2 separate regions of the Macaca mulatta genome follow, and region 1 is linked to region 2. Evidence: chromatin contacts called from public Micro-C data. All regions are on one chromosome and are shown on one strand. The core of a region is the stretch at or near the end of the contact, and the rest is flanking DNA. Distances in the headings are between cores, read along the strand shown.

Region 1 (7,685 bases), core at 4,477-6,976, 140 kb before region 2:
CATATAGATGGTTCAGCCCAAACAATTTGGTATGTCTTTTAAAACAAAATGCCACATGTATTACTTGCTACATTTTATATTTGATCTCTTCATCCAAAACTCCAACACTTTTTGGCGTATCGATATTTGGAATATGTGGCATTTTCTTAAATATGTATAGATATCTATATGTACACATGGGAAAAATATACTTTGATTTTGTGTGTTTTGAAAAATAGGCCAGGTGTCGTGGCTCATGCCAGTAATCCTGCCACTTTGGAAGGCCTAGGCAGGCAGATCACTTGAAGCAAGGAGTTTGAGACCAGCCTGGCCAACATGGTGAAACTCCGTCTCTACTAAAAACACAAAAATTAGCCTGGTGTGGTTGCACACACCTGTAATCCCAGCTACTCGGAGTCTGAGGCACAAGAATCGCTGGAACCCAGGAGGCAGAGGTTGCAGTGAGCTGAGATTGGACCACTGCACTCCAGCCTGGGTGACAAAGTGAAACTTTGTCTCGAAAAAAAAAAAAGAAAAGAAAAAAATAAAGTATAGTATATTTATATATTAATAGTATATCCAAAACAGGAAAAGCTATGCTGCAGTTAAAATGAAAGAACTAGACTTCTAGGTATTGACATAAAAGACATCTAAGACATATAGTTGAGGAATAAAAGCAAGCTACAGAATTATACACACCATATTCTTTATATTTTTAAAAAATTTTAATGGATATATAGTACGTGTATATATTTATGGGGTACATGAGATGTTTTGATACAGGCACGCAATGTGAAATAAGAGTATCATGAACAATGGGGTATCCATCCCCTCAAGTATTTATCCACTGAGTTTCAAACAATCCAATTACATTCTTTATGTTATTTTATGTATAGTTGCTATTATTGACTATAGTCACCCTGTTGTGTTATCAAATAGTAGGTCTTACTCATATATCATATGATTGTGTTGTTTTAATATTTCTAACCATGGGTTTCTAAACCTAAATCAGAGTCTAACTTTTGAAACACACTGTGGCTTTCCAATTCTAAAATCTCAAACAATACCTAATAGTAATAGATATTACAATACATGATAATACCCAGATCATATCAATGGCTTATAAACACTCCTTCTCCTTTCCTTACTTACTGTATTCTCAGTCAAGGCACTCTGTTTGTTCAATAATTTGACACTTAAATTTAACATTTCTTGGTAGCACCAGGAAATAAAAAGAATAAATGCTTCCTAATCTATAGGAGTTATAACCTCCTGGAGTAAAGTAAATACCACATGGAAATGTAAGCAACAGTCTGAAGCAGGATGTGGTTGGTTGACAGTCTGTGTTACAGCTGGTGAATTCAGAGAGGGGCATGTTTGTAAGCTGAAATGGTCAGGGAAGTCTTCACTGAGAAGGTGAAGTTTCAGTTGAGCCTTGAAGAATGATAAAAATTTGGGGCCGGGCACGGTGGCTCAAGCCTGTAATCCCAGCACTTTGGGAGGCCGAGACGGGCAGATCACGAGGTCAGGATATCGAGACCATCCTGGCTAACACGGTGAAACCCCGTCTCTACTAAAAAAAAATACAAAAAACTAGCCGGGCGTAGTGGCGGGCGCCTGTAGTTGCAGCTACTCGGGAGGCTGAGGCAGGAGAATGGCGTAAACTCGGGAGGCGGAGCTTGCAGTGAGTTGAGATCCGGCCACTGCACTCCAGCCTGGGCGACAGAGCAAGACTCCGTCTCAAAAAAAAAAAAAAAAAAAAAAAAAAAAGTTTGAATTAGCTGAGAAAAAGGGAGGCGGAGGGAGGCAAAATCAGGTTGGGAAATGGGTACAAATAAGATGGGAAAAATTCAGACAACACATTATAACAAGAAGGAAAAGGAAGTACTGTAAAGAACACTTGTTAAATGTTGCCTATGCATCAGCTTCCTTGTGTGCCCGCAAGCTCCTCTATAAGATGGCTGTTATTGAATTTACACAACTTCCTAACTGGGTAGGTAATACTATCAATTTGTAAACGAGGAAATGAAGTTACATAATTACGCATTGCTGATAACTGACAGAGTTAAGAGTCAAACCCAGGCTGTCTGATTCCAGGTTTTCTGCATTCTGTCCCACCTCACACTGTGTTCCTAGTAAGAAAACTCCCCAAAGGGAAGGGATCATATAAGTGAATTCTGGGGACAAATCTGGAATATCAGAGATACCAGATTGGGGCCTAGATTATATGGATAGTCTTAAATGCTAAGAAATTTGAGAATAACTTAATGAAAGTCTTAAATGACAAGAAATTTTCAATTATCATCTAGTAGTAAAACTTGATAAAGGTAGCATTTCAATAATTTTCTGGGAATGATATGTGGAATGGACTAAATAGTAAGAAAGTGGAGACTGGAGACTAGACAGGAGAATATTCCTATAATTTAGGAACAGATAATCATTATCAAGGGACAGTGGATGATGGGCAACCTACCGATCCAGTGTGTTGTGCAACATTTCACCTCACCTGACAATGAATTCCAAAACCACTTGGAATGCAAATGACATATATGCTAATGAATACATAATGTATGTAAATAGACACAAGTGAAAGAAGAAAGCCTGGATTATAAAAGGTGGGCAAGCCCTACTCAGTTAGCTTCTCCAGACTCAGAATTTGAAAATGAAGGCGCTTTTACCATTGATCTTTCTGTTTATTAGTTCTCCAGGCTGGGCAATAGATAGGCACTACTACATAGGCATTGAAGAAAGCATTTGGAACTATGCTCCTTCTGGTAAAAACATGCTCAATGGAAAGCCCTTTTCTGAAGACTTGTAAGTAATCCTTTGCATTTAAAAAGTTACTATCTGAAGCAAAAGTTGGTAATTGTTGATCATTGATGAAATGCTGATGAAGACTTTCTCGTGACTGATACTTGCAGGGCACATATGCCATTAGAACCACGTTGTTTGTTTAGCTTAAACATGGTATGGAAAAGAGGTAGTAAATCCAAAATTGCTCTTTCCTGGGATGATCGCCGCTCTTGTCCTCCTGACACGTTATTTCGCAGATCATAGCTAATTCTGTTTATCATTAATTTTGTTTGATAAGGTATAAAACAACACTTTCCTTTTGATATGTGTGTAGCTGTTTTCTCGATTTTTCTCTTCAGATAATTGAGAGAGGGAAATATAGAGGACATGAGTGGGGTTCTGATTTACCACGGTTTAAGAGGAAAACACCTTAATGCTACCAACAAATCCACAAATCCATTTAAATGTGTAAACAGTCCTAAATCATGGAAATTGATCGACTATTTAAATGCTAAAGTAACCTTAAAGTGGGGTTAGAAACTTAGACGCAGTTCGGTTTAAAGAATTTGGTATGTCTTTTAAACCAAAATGCCACATGTTTTACTTACTACATTTGTATTTGATATCTTCATTCAGTATTTCAACATTCTTCTCACCAATTACAACTGTTTTTGACTCCCTTCACATTTTCTCCAGCCTCTGGGTTTTATCTGCCAAAATTAGGCTGTAGAGCTTCTGACTTCTCATTTTAGCTTATTTAACCTTCGTTTCTTATTTGCTTATTTAACAAAAATCAACATTTGTTAAAGTTCTCTCTTGTTTGTTTGTAGAGAATTTCTACAAGGAAGTCAAGCAAGGAAGAGCTTTGTTTATAAAAAGGCGTTGTATTTTCAATATACTGATAATACATTTCAAAGGATCATTGAAAAACCATCCTGGTTGGGATTTTTAGGCCCAATGATTAAGGCAGAGACTGGAGACTTCATTTATGTACATGTAAAAAATAATGCTTCAAGAGCTTATAGTTATCATCCTCATGGACTCACCTACTCCAAAGAAAATGAAGGTAAGCGGATCCTCTTTCCTGACATTCCTGAGTTTTGCTTATGGAGCGTATGAGCACATTGCATTAGAAAAAGCCAGGTGATCAGCATTATGAGCTACATGGAGTTTAGAGTGGATGCAGACTCTACTTCTCATATATTTAATGTTTATCCCCAAGACAGTCCTTTTTCAGTTTCTCATCTTGAGTGACAGCCCTTATGCAATTCCTAGGAAATAAAACACTTTTCCCTTCATCACCAGAAAAGAAAAAAAAAGGCATTTTGTTTTGTTTTGTTTTGTAGGAAACACAGCTAAATGTTAGCTTGGCAGAAATCCTGTTCTGCCCCCACCTCATTTCCATTTCCTAGTAGATGAGGATCACCCTCTGGGAAGATATCAGTGTCAAGAGAAATCACTACTCTCCAGACAGAATCTTCTCTCCTACACAACTATAGTCACAGATACATCATGATTTTGAAAAAAAGGAAGGGAAGAGAAAGTCAACAAATAGGATTTTGTGAGTTTTTGGAAGACAACAAGGAAAGCTAGGAAAAGAGAGTTTGGACTTGTCTTTAGTAGAACACAGATATTTTTTCCCAGTGTTTGAAATACGGTTTTTAAAAGGCCTGTCATAACTCTTTAGAAAACTGGAACTTTGGGCCAAGTTGATAAGAGTACCACCTATAGAATATGTGCTCTTTCCAACAGAGGCTCTATGATAATACAGGGCAGTGGAAATCCCATATGCCATTCCATTCATCTGTCATTAATATTTTGCCATGTTACATGACCATCTTGCAATGATTATTGCCCTTTAAATATATTCTATGAAAAAAATAAAAGAAAAATAGTCTATATTATAGACATATAAAGTGAAAAATGTTAACAAGAGTTTGCTTTATTTGTTTATTTTTTAATCAACTTTCGAAACTTAGACTGAGGTTTGATGACTCCCTCAGGGAAGCATGAAGAAGAACTAGAAACAGGCCTTGAATTAATCCTCTGGACTGAAACAGACTCAGGAAACCAGACCATGACTGGAGCCAGTTCCAGATGGGCTGCTGGGTAGGAAAAAAGTACAAAAGTCAGTCAGTCATAATTTCTTCATGATAGTGTGGAACAGGAGGGTCCCAAAAGAAGAACAGAGAATCAGAGGCTGCTCATGTTTCAAAGTTTTTTATTGACTAAAGGAATTTTATTCATAGTTAGCAGGATCCAAGTCATGAGGGGTAAGGATCTGAGGCAACCTTTTAGCCAGAGAAGAAGAAAGAAAGGCGAGAAGGGTCCAAAGTCAGAACTGAGGTAATAGTTCAGAGTAGTGGCATGGGCCACCTTCAGATTGCAGTGGGCTACTTGGAAGTAACAGGGACACCCTTGGATGCCCTGGGTCCCAAGTCTGACTGGCAATGAAGAAAATATGGAGGGCAACTCGGGAGTCCAGAGGTTACCTCTGCATCTGAGATCTAGGCACATGGGAGGTGCAAAATAAATATTTGTTGTATCTATCAGTAAAGGTAATGATAGTCTATTAATATACTGCCTGCCTCGTTCTAATTTAGTCCAAAAACTGCAGCCAAGCTGAGCATTCAGGTAGAAGCCAACTAAAAGGGATTTAGGGAGGTAGGAATATGGGAAATGGTGGGGAGAAATGCATACTTTTTGAGAAATGCAAAATAGCTTAATGGAGGAAGCCCGAGTCACATTCAAAATAGTGTTATCCAATATTTACTGTAACCACAGTGCAGAATATGTTTTCCAGGTGCCATCTATCCTGATAATACAACAGGCCAGGAAAAGGAAGATGGCTATCTGGAGCCAGGGAAACAATATACCTACAAGTGGTATGTAGAAGAACATCAGGGGCCGGGCCCCAATGACAGTAATTGTGTGACAAGGATTTACCACTCCCATATAGATACTGCAAGAGACGTAGCTTCGGGACTTATTGGACCAATTCTGACTTGTAAAAGAGGTAACTTTGTTGAAAAATCTCATTGCCGTAAAAGAGTAAACCAGAATGTGTAGGCTATCCTCTGCTCTCCTAGAGGAATTTTACCATCCAAGGCACTCCATTTTCCTGCCGTAACCTTGGTTTTCCAGTCAAGAGTGGAAACTCGCCATCTTGGACTCTGAGCACTAGATGGCGATCTCAACTCCAACCCTCAGTTCAACCAATAATGCAGGTTGGTCACTAGATGGTAGTCAAACCCAATGAACTTCACTTCAGCCTTCATTCAAAATTACTGCCACCTTTTTGTGTTTATGTTTGTTTTAAGGTGAATCAGTTAGAATCATGAGTTTATTAATTCTTGCAAGGAGGAAGTTTTACCGATATGTTTCCAACTTGCAAGGGAATATAGAGTTTTGAAAATTCTGATTTGGTTCGTTAAAACAAGATCAACAAAGTGAAGCACTAGATTGATTATGAAGTTAATGAGCAAATTTAACTTCCTATGACAATCAAAGTTTAAATTTTAGGTGAACAAACAGCTCTCCACAATAAATATTTTAACAATTGCAGTTTCCTATGGCAAACACACATAGTCTCATGACTACAAATTACATTCCTTGGGAGATAACTTTTTTGTTTTTGAGATAGAGTCTCGCTCTATCACCCAGGCTGGTGTGCAGTGGCTTGATCTCGGTTCACTGCAAGCTCCGCCTCTCGGGTTCAAGCAATTTTCCTGCCTCAGCCTATACAGACGCATGTCACCACGCACAGCCAATTTTTTTTGTACTTTTAGTAGAGGCGGGGTTTCACCATATTGGCCAGGCTGGTCTTGAATTCCTGACCTTGCCATCCTTCCGTCTTGGCCTCCCAAGGGGCTGGGATTAAAGGTGTGAGCCACCGCGCCCGGCTGGGAAATAACTTTTTAAACCAACTTTGGAAGAGCTTTTTGCCCTTCTCAAACTTGCAAGGAACTCAGTTGCATAATGGCAAGACTGCTGAATGTTCTGACGATAAAGTCCAAATTCCTTTTGTCTTAATTGCTGCCTGTAATCTTCTCTACAGGTACACCCCAGCAAACTTCTCATCCTTCAAATATCAACTGAGGTGTTACTGCCTTCAGAAAAGATTTCCATACCCAAGATTAAATTAACCAGCTCCCAAACACTGAGCTCTTCCCTACTATAGAACTTTACACACTATAGTATCTTATTAATTATGGCGTCCATCCTTGATTATATGCCCTGCAAGGGTAGATAACTGTCTTGTTCACTTTTATGAATTTAACTTGCCATAGTACCTAACACATTACACATATTCAATAAATATTTGTTGAATATAAGCATAGAAGAATAAATAAATTGGTATGAACTAAAGTTATCCTTCATTTGAGGAAGTACAAATTTTGAGACTTTGAACAATCTCATGCGATAATGGTCATCAGATGCAGACACTGCAGAAAGTTACTGATTTGATGTAGAGATGAGTATGGATTATTTAAATATGGCTTCATATAAATAATATGCTTTTAAAAGTTTGTTGTAAACTTTACAAAAACTGGCATCCCACATCCCATTTACCTTTTTCATGTGTCCTAACAATTAACAAAACTGTAGATCGTAAAAGCAGTTTAGTTATATCTGTAACAATGGTTCTAATTAATGTTTATATGAAAAGTAAGAAATGTGTTTTTTGTTTCAGGGACACTGAATGGAGACACTGAAAAAGATATTGACAGGTCTTATTTTCTGCTGTTTTCTACAACTGATGAAAGCAGAAGCTGGTATAGTGATGAAAATATTCGTGCATTTACTGAATCTGGCAAAATTAATACTAGTGATCCCGGTTTTGAGGAGAGCATGAGCATGCAATGTACGATGAAAAAGAACTTTCTCATACATAATATCTTATAATTCTAACT
Region 2 (7,256 bases), core at 885-3,384:
TATTAATTGGCCTGATTTCAATATTGTTGTTCAGGGAATAGGGCAGCCTGAGGAGGCAGAGACTATCAGAGCAGTAATCAGAACACACATAACACATGTCAATTAAGTTCACCATCTCATATGGGCACGGTTCATGGCACCCCAAAACTATTACAATAGTAACATCAAAGATCGCTGATCACCATAACAGATATAATAATAATGATAAAGTTTGAAATACTGCCAAGAATTACCAAAATGTGACTCAGAGACATGTAGCAAGCACATGCAGTGTGAAAAATGGAACTGGCAGATTTGCTCCACACAGGGTTGCCACAAACTTTCAATTGGTAAAAAAACAAAAAACAAACAAACAACCACCAAAAAGAAAACGCAGGATCTGCAAAGTACAACAAAGTGAAATGCAAAAAAAATAAGGTATGCCTGTATGTCTTGACAAAATAAGCAGTCAGATGCTATGTATGGTAACCCCACAGTTTTTAATTGAGCCACAAAATCCCAGTGTCTGGATATCACTAACACAAAATCTCAGTGTCTGGATATCACTAATCTATTAATTCGACTTTTTTTTTTTTTAACATAAATTCAGACCCCACGGTTTCTATAAACTCACACCGAACCAGCTGCAGGGTAGGGATTAGAGACATCTCCAATCTTCCAGGTTCAAGCTCTCCGCTTCATTAATACCACAGCCACCAGCTTTTGCACCGTAAATATCGAACTTTACACCCATCTTGTAAAGTATGAATCGAAGGTAAGTGTATTAAAGGAATTCTATGGTAAATTCTTCTGTGACCTAAAAGGGATCTAGTTTTAAATGTTGGATTTTTCTAAAATAGGATTCACCCACACAGTATTTCCTTGGCATTCCTTTACATTTCTGGTGGGAAAGAGTAATGGCTGCTCTTACAACTGTTTTGTTTTTGTTTGTTTGAGACGGAGTCTCGCTCTGTCGCCTACACTGGAGTCTAAGGGCGCAATCTCCGCTCACTGCAACCTCCGCCTCCCCGGTTCTAGCGATTCTCCTGCCTCAGCCTCCCCAGTAGCTGAAACTACAGGCTCCCGCCACCACGCCCGGCTAATTTTTGTATTTTCAGTAAAGACGGGGTTTCACTAAATTGGCCAGGCTGGCCGAACTCCTGACCTCGTGATCCGCCCGCCTCGGCCTCCCAAAGTGCTGGGATTACAGGCGTGAGCCACTGCGCCCGGCCACAGCTGGTTAAGAGAAGAGAAGGGGCGCAATCTAAGACTTGAGTTCTATTAACACAGATTTAAAAATCAACACATAACGTGAGCTTTCAAAAATCGACCGGAAGTGGATGGAGGTACTGATGTGAAAGGACTGGCCGTGAGTTGGAGTAATTGTTAAAGCTGGGAGTACTTGGAGGTTCAGGATACAGTACCAGTCTCCTTACTCCTACTTTTTTTTTTTTTTTTTTTTTTGGTAAGTCTTTGAAATCTTTGCACTAAAGAGTCTTTTGTTGTTGTTTGCTTAAGTATCCGAAATGAGTGGAATCCAGCCAGAGGCCTTTCTGCGGAGACCCAAAACGAAGAGGAGATATCAGCGTCTCCGCCCCGACAGAAGCAAGCTCATACCTATGCTTGCCGCGACAACCGCATAGCTCAATGCGACTTCAAGCAATCAGATGCCAGACCCAGGGAGACCATCCGGCAAGTTCCGGAAAGCAAGAAGTCCCATCCCCAGCTAGAGCTGCAGCACGGACGCTCGGTCCGCTAGCTAGGAGGCCCCAAGCCGGGCCCCAGGCGGCCTCTGGCTCTCCGGATTACTCACCCGCCTCACTGTAGGCCAGGCGCAGCACCCGGCCCAGCGTGGAGAAGGCGCACCGCGGCTGGCACAGCTCCTGGCCCGCCACCGCGAAAGCCTCCACCTTGCAGCCCGCCGCCACGAAAAGCGCGTCACGCCCCCCGCCGCAGAACCGCTCCGGCTCCAGCTTGCAGGGCACCACCTGCTGTGACCCGAACGGGTGAAGGTTGTACAGCTGCACCATCCCGACCTCCGGCTGCTGGATGGCCCAGCCTGCCCGCCCCGCAGGGCGCCCGGAGACCCCCAGCCGAACGCGAAGGTAAGACCACTTCCGTGAGCGAGCCGGCGACGCCGAGTCACGTGAACGCCAGCCGGCCCCGCCCGCGGCTAAGCTACTTAAAGGGGCAGCCGCTGGGCGTGGCGGGCTTCGGGAAAGCGGTCACGCCCATCTGGCCCGCGCTCAGGCGTTGCGGTGCTTTCGGTCTCCACGCCTCGTACTCCGCCGCCCAGAGCGCGCCACCGCTCTACGCTCAGTGGCTGGTGGGTGCGGGGACCGCTGGGTCCTGCCTTTCGTCTTTTACTGCTTCGGGCCAGGCGAGATGTTTTGATTTTTGAATACGTTCTGACAATTCATCATCTATCTTGTAACATTTTGTACTTACTTTCAGGAGCGTTATTCATGCCTCTTCAGTAGCCCCAGAGCTTCTGGAGGATGGGGTTGCAAAAACTGAAATGGGGTGCAACTCGGGGCTAAACACTCTGAAGAGTTGCTAAAAAATAGTGGAAATTCTAGAATAGTTTAGCAGGAAAGAGCAACGCCTTGAACGTGCTTGGCAAAAAGATATTTGTTTAATGAAAGAATTCATGGATTTCATCTTGTAGGCATTTGACAAAAGACTAGTTTGAACCCCAGAGGATAGAAGAACTAGGAGGGAAATTCCCTGGCTTTCAGTCCAGTGCTCCTAAAACTATGTAGTAAATGATCCATTCCTGACATCTCAGCGTGGAGTTAACGATCGCAACGCTTTCCCTTTTTTTAAAACAGATTTAGATGAAACAAGTAGTATAACTTTTTCCAATTCACCTAGAAAATGTATGTGTTAGCATGGATTGAGGGATGCTGTTTTGTTTAGGCACACAGGGACATAAATGAAAGTGCAAAATTTTCTTTAGTCAGTTTCCAGTTCAATCACCCTCTTGAGCCCTTTATTTCAAGGATTTGTAAATTAGATGCAATTGGATTGCAGTTAAACTTGCCTCCCTTTCCTAGGCCCTTCAGATGAATAAAGTATCTCTAAGTAATGGGAGACAACAGATTCTTCAAACTCAGTGAGGCAGAGAAGTAGACATGGAGGTAGCTCAGGTCAGGAACTAAGGCTGCAAAAAATCACAGAAAGCTTCTGTGGAAAACAACCAGACTAATAGTCCACCAGTTATTTGTTCTAGATACAACACTTGAGAGCAAATATCACAATCAATAGTAAAAAAGGTTCGTTTCTACAAATATCTGCCATATTATTCTTTTTGGCTTAATTTTCTCCTTCAAGACTTAATTCTCCTAATTCAATTTCCTCCTAATGAAGACTGATATTGACTTTAATGTAATCTCACCTGCATAAAAAGAATATCTATTTTGGATAAAGAAGTGAGATTTGCTCAAAGCCTGGAACCCCAGTCCTTCCTAGAGATAGTGTCTTCTTCCTTAGTATAGTCACTGCACCTGACTCATCTAAAATTCTTTGGGAAGAGACATGCTACTCAAGGGAAGTTGGGGCATGTGTCTGGTTTCCACATTTGTCAGGAGCTGTGAGCAGGAGCTGCCCACTTGCATTCCCGTTACAAATGCAGGGGCAGCAATGGCACACCATCAATTCCTTATGGGAGGTTGTATTTTGTTTGCAAGGGCTGCCATAACAAAATACCACAGACTGGGTGGCTTACACAATAGACATTTCATTTTCACAGGTCTGGAGGCTAGAAGTCCAAGATGTCAGCAGGTCTGGTTTCTCCTGAAGCCCCTCTCCTTGGCTTGAAGATGACTACCTTTTTATTATGTGCTCATATGGTCTTTCCTCCATGTGCCTGCATCCCTGGTGTCTCTCCCTCGTCTTATAAAGACACCAGCCATATTAGATTAGGACCTACCCTTATGATCTTATTTAGTCTTCTTTCTTAAAGGCCCTATCGCTATATACAGTCACATTCTGAGGTATTGGAGGTTACAGCTTCAACATATGAATTTGGGGGCAAGACAAAATTTAGCCCATAGCACATGCACTTAGGGTAGCACTCTGTTGAAAAAGGTTGTCTTGAGAACATCCCTCCCTCCCTCCTTCCTTCCTTCCTTCCTCTCTCTTTTTTTAAAGAGATGGGGTTTCGCCTGTCACCCAGACTGGAGTGCAGTGGTGTGATCTTGACTCACTGTAGCCTTGACCACCTGGGTTCAAGCAATCCTTCCATCTCAGCCTGCAGATTAGCGGGGACTATAGGCACATACTACCATGCCTGGCTAGTTTTTAAATTTTTTTGAAGAGATAGGGTCTTACTATATTACCCACGCTGATCTTGAACTCCTGGACTCAAGCGATACTCTTGCCTCAGCCTCCCAAAGTGCTAGGATTACAGGCATGAGCCACTGCACCTGGCCCTAGAACTTCTTCAAGCTGTATTTGCCGGGGAGATTTAGGATACTATATGGGTAAAAAGCTCCCCCCAGTTTCTTCTGGGTGACAGCACTGCTGGGGATGGCTACAAAAATGGTTCTGCAACAACATGGACAAAGAGCTCTACTCAACCAGCCTAGAAAAGAAAGATTCTGGATCTCTGGAGCACTGATTCCCTATCGCATCTGTGAGGTGCCTCGGGATATCTGCATTGATCTTAGAAGACGTGTTGAGAAAGTCACTCACAAAACGCCATTTACTTCTCATTTATTTCTATATTTCCTCAAAGTTCTTTCTGGAAAAGTCACAAAAATCGAACAAGGAAAGTGTATAGGAATTCCCAAAAGGTAGCTGACCACCCTTTGCATAGGTGGCTCCATTATTTTTGCTTCTTAAAAAAGGGGCCTCTGAAAGACTTTTTAAAAATTAGATTGGTGTTGTAAGCATGCTTCCGGAAGAATAGAACATGACTCTCTCAGAGCAATGGATGAAGTGGTTTCTGCATCTCTAAACACCACAATCACGACAGTCAGAGAAGCCCAAGGCACTTGGGGAAATCAAGTGCCAGCATTGAGGTGTCCAGCCCTTAGCCTTCAGATAGAGCAGTTGGTGGGGTGTAAGGAGGTGCAAACAACAGCTCCACTGGCCTTCCTTCTTCTTCCCTAGCCTCCTCTTCTCTCCCCTCTCTTCCCTAGTTTTCTTTGCCAAAGTGGTACAGGCAGGCCACTTCTGTAGATTTCCTGGCTTGCTGCATTTAGAGGGTATCCTTGCCTTTAAGATCCACCACATTGCCAAAACTAGTGCTTGCATCTTGACCCGTCAGCACCATTGTATTACTCTGTCTTCTTAAATCATTCTCTTCACTGGGCTTCTGACAGTCCACTTCAGATTTTCCTCCTCTGTCTACTTTACTAGATCCTATCCCTCCTTTCTCTAAACTCTAAAATTAGATGAACATGTTCTCTCCATCTATACTCACTCTTTCAGTGAAATCTACCAATCCCATCACTTAAAAAATTATCTAAATATTAAGAACCCCTGGATTTAAATCTCCAGCTCTCAGCTTCCTTGAGCTCTTACCTTGAATATCCAATCGTGTTAGGCTAGTCTCACATTGCTATAAAGAAACACCTGAGACTGGGTAATTTATAAAGAAAATAAGTTTAATTGGCTCACGGTTTTGCAGGCTGTGTAGGAAGCATGTTGCTGGCATCTGCTTAGCTTTTGGGGAAGTCTCAAGAAACTTAGAATCATGGCAGAAGGTGAAGGGGGAGCAGGCATATCACATGGCCAAAGCAGAAAAAAGAAAGGAGAGAGGTGCCACACACTTTTAAACAGCCAGATCTCTCAGGAAATCACTCCCTATCATGAGGACAGTACCAAGGGGAGGGTATTAAACCATGCATGAGAAATCCACCCCCGTGGTCCAATCACCTCCCACCGGACCCCACCTCTAACGTTAGAGATTGCAATTCAACATGAGATTTAGGTGGGGGCACAGATCCAAACTATGTCACCAATTTAACATCTTTATTGCCTAACAGTCATTTTCAGACTTCAGATGTCCAAAACTAAACTTCTGATTCCTTCGTGCCCTGCATCCACCTCTTCCCTAACTAGGTAACTAGCACCAGTCACTTAGGCCAAAAGCCCTGGAATGTCACTGACCCATCTTTTCCTGTATTTTTTTTTTTTTTTTTTTGAGACGAAGTCTGTCTTGTGCCCCAGGCTGGAGTGCAATGGCACGATCTCGGCTCACTGCAGCCTCCACTTCCCGGGTTCAAGCGATTCTCCTGCCTCAGCCTCCCGAGTAGCTGGGATTACAGGCACCTGCCATCATGCCCAGCTAATTTTTATATTTTTAGTAGAGACTGGGTTTCACCATGTTGGCCAGGCTGGTCTCAAATTCTGACCTCAGGTGATCCGCCTGCCTTGGCCTCCCAAAGTGCTGGGATTACAGGCATGAGCCATCATGCCCGGCTAACCCTTTTTCTCTCACACCCTACATCCAATCCATCGCAAGTCCTGTCTGTTCTGCCTTTAGAATCTGACCACTTTTCACCATATCACGATTACCATCCCAGTCCATGTCACCATCATTTCTTACCTAAGCAAATGCCTTCTAACTGGTTTCTCTGCTGTACTCTTTGCCCACCTCTAGTCTATTCTCCATAGAACAGCCAGAGACCTTTTTAAAAAGTACTGCACCTTCTCCTCCCCCTCCTTTTCACTGTCACCCAAAAAATTCATCTTAAAACTATTAAGTGGGGTAAAGTAAGACCACCATAGTAGGGGGAGGAGGAAGCCATGCAAGTGAGGAAGCAGAGCCAAATGTAATGAAAAGGGCATCCATGATGGGGTGGTACAGCCTAGTGTGGGAAGTCAGAGGCCACAATGGGTGAAGAGGGCATTGCCATGGTGTGTCAGAGCCTGATTAGTGAGGAGAGCACTCATGCAGGACAAGGAGGGCATCCACACATGGGGTGGGCTTGTTTGAAGTGTTAGAGCCTGAGCAGAGAGGAGGAGTGTTCATGTGAGGGTGTTCGTGTGGGAGGGGCAGCCTGACATGGAGGGTTGGTCTATTCAGTAAATACAGTATATTAAGAAGAGTGGGAGGCAAGTTTCTCCCTGCTGACAAAGGAAAGGACAATATAATTACTAAAAGGAGAAAATCAGAATTAGTCAATAGGAAAAATCGGAAAAATCGAAATTGTGTATCATGTGATGGGAAGCAATAAGAATACAGCATCATTTCTGAGACACTTTTATTAAAATTGCACAATTTAATAATGAGGAAAACATCAGACCAATGCAATTCTTTTTTTTTT

Evidence for each region. Hi-C and Micro-C count contacts between places; a contact is called where the count stands out from the background.
Region 1: a Micro-C map of CD4 T cells shows a contact between it and region 2, with 16 times the contacts expected there. The contact joins the enhancer-like site here to the promoter of HPS3 in region 2. A contact is called at or near these places in 7 of 14 Hi-C or Micro-C datasets (CD4 T cells, blood, fetal cortex germinal zone and 4 more).

What each region holds. Positions count from the first base shown.
Region 1 is chr2:52,270,097-52,277,781 of T2T-MMU8v2.0, reverse strand. No RefSeq gene overlaps it. Among named protein-coding and RNA genes, the nearest start is that of CPHL1, 24 kb to the right of the region's middle. Within about 2 kb of position 5,726, at least 2 of the 40 cell types and tissues checked have an H3K27ac peak or open chromatin away from gene starts, as enhancers often do. A contact at or near this core is called in CD4 T cells, where this site is marked.
Region 2 is chr2:52,124,586-52,131,841 of T2T-MMU8v2.0, reverse strand. HPS3 (HPS3 biogenesis of lysosomal organelles complex 2 subunit 1) reads right to left here and starts at 2,134. Exons shown (of 15, transcript XR_013413595.1): 1 at 1,793-2,134. It overlaps HLTF (helicase like transcription factor), which reads left to right and starts at 1,419. Exons shown (of 26, transcript XM_077991557.1): 1 at 1,419-2,084. The coding sequence starts at 2,029.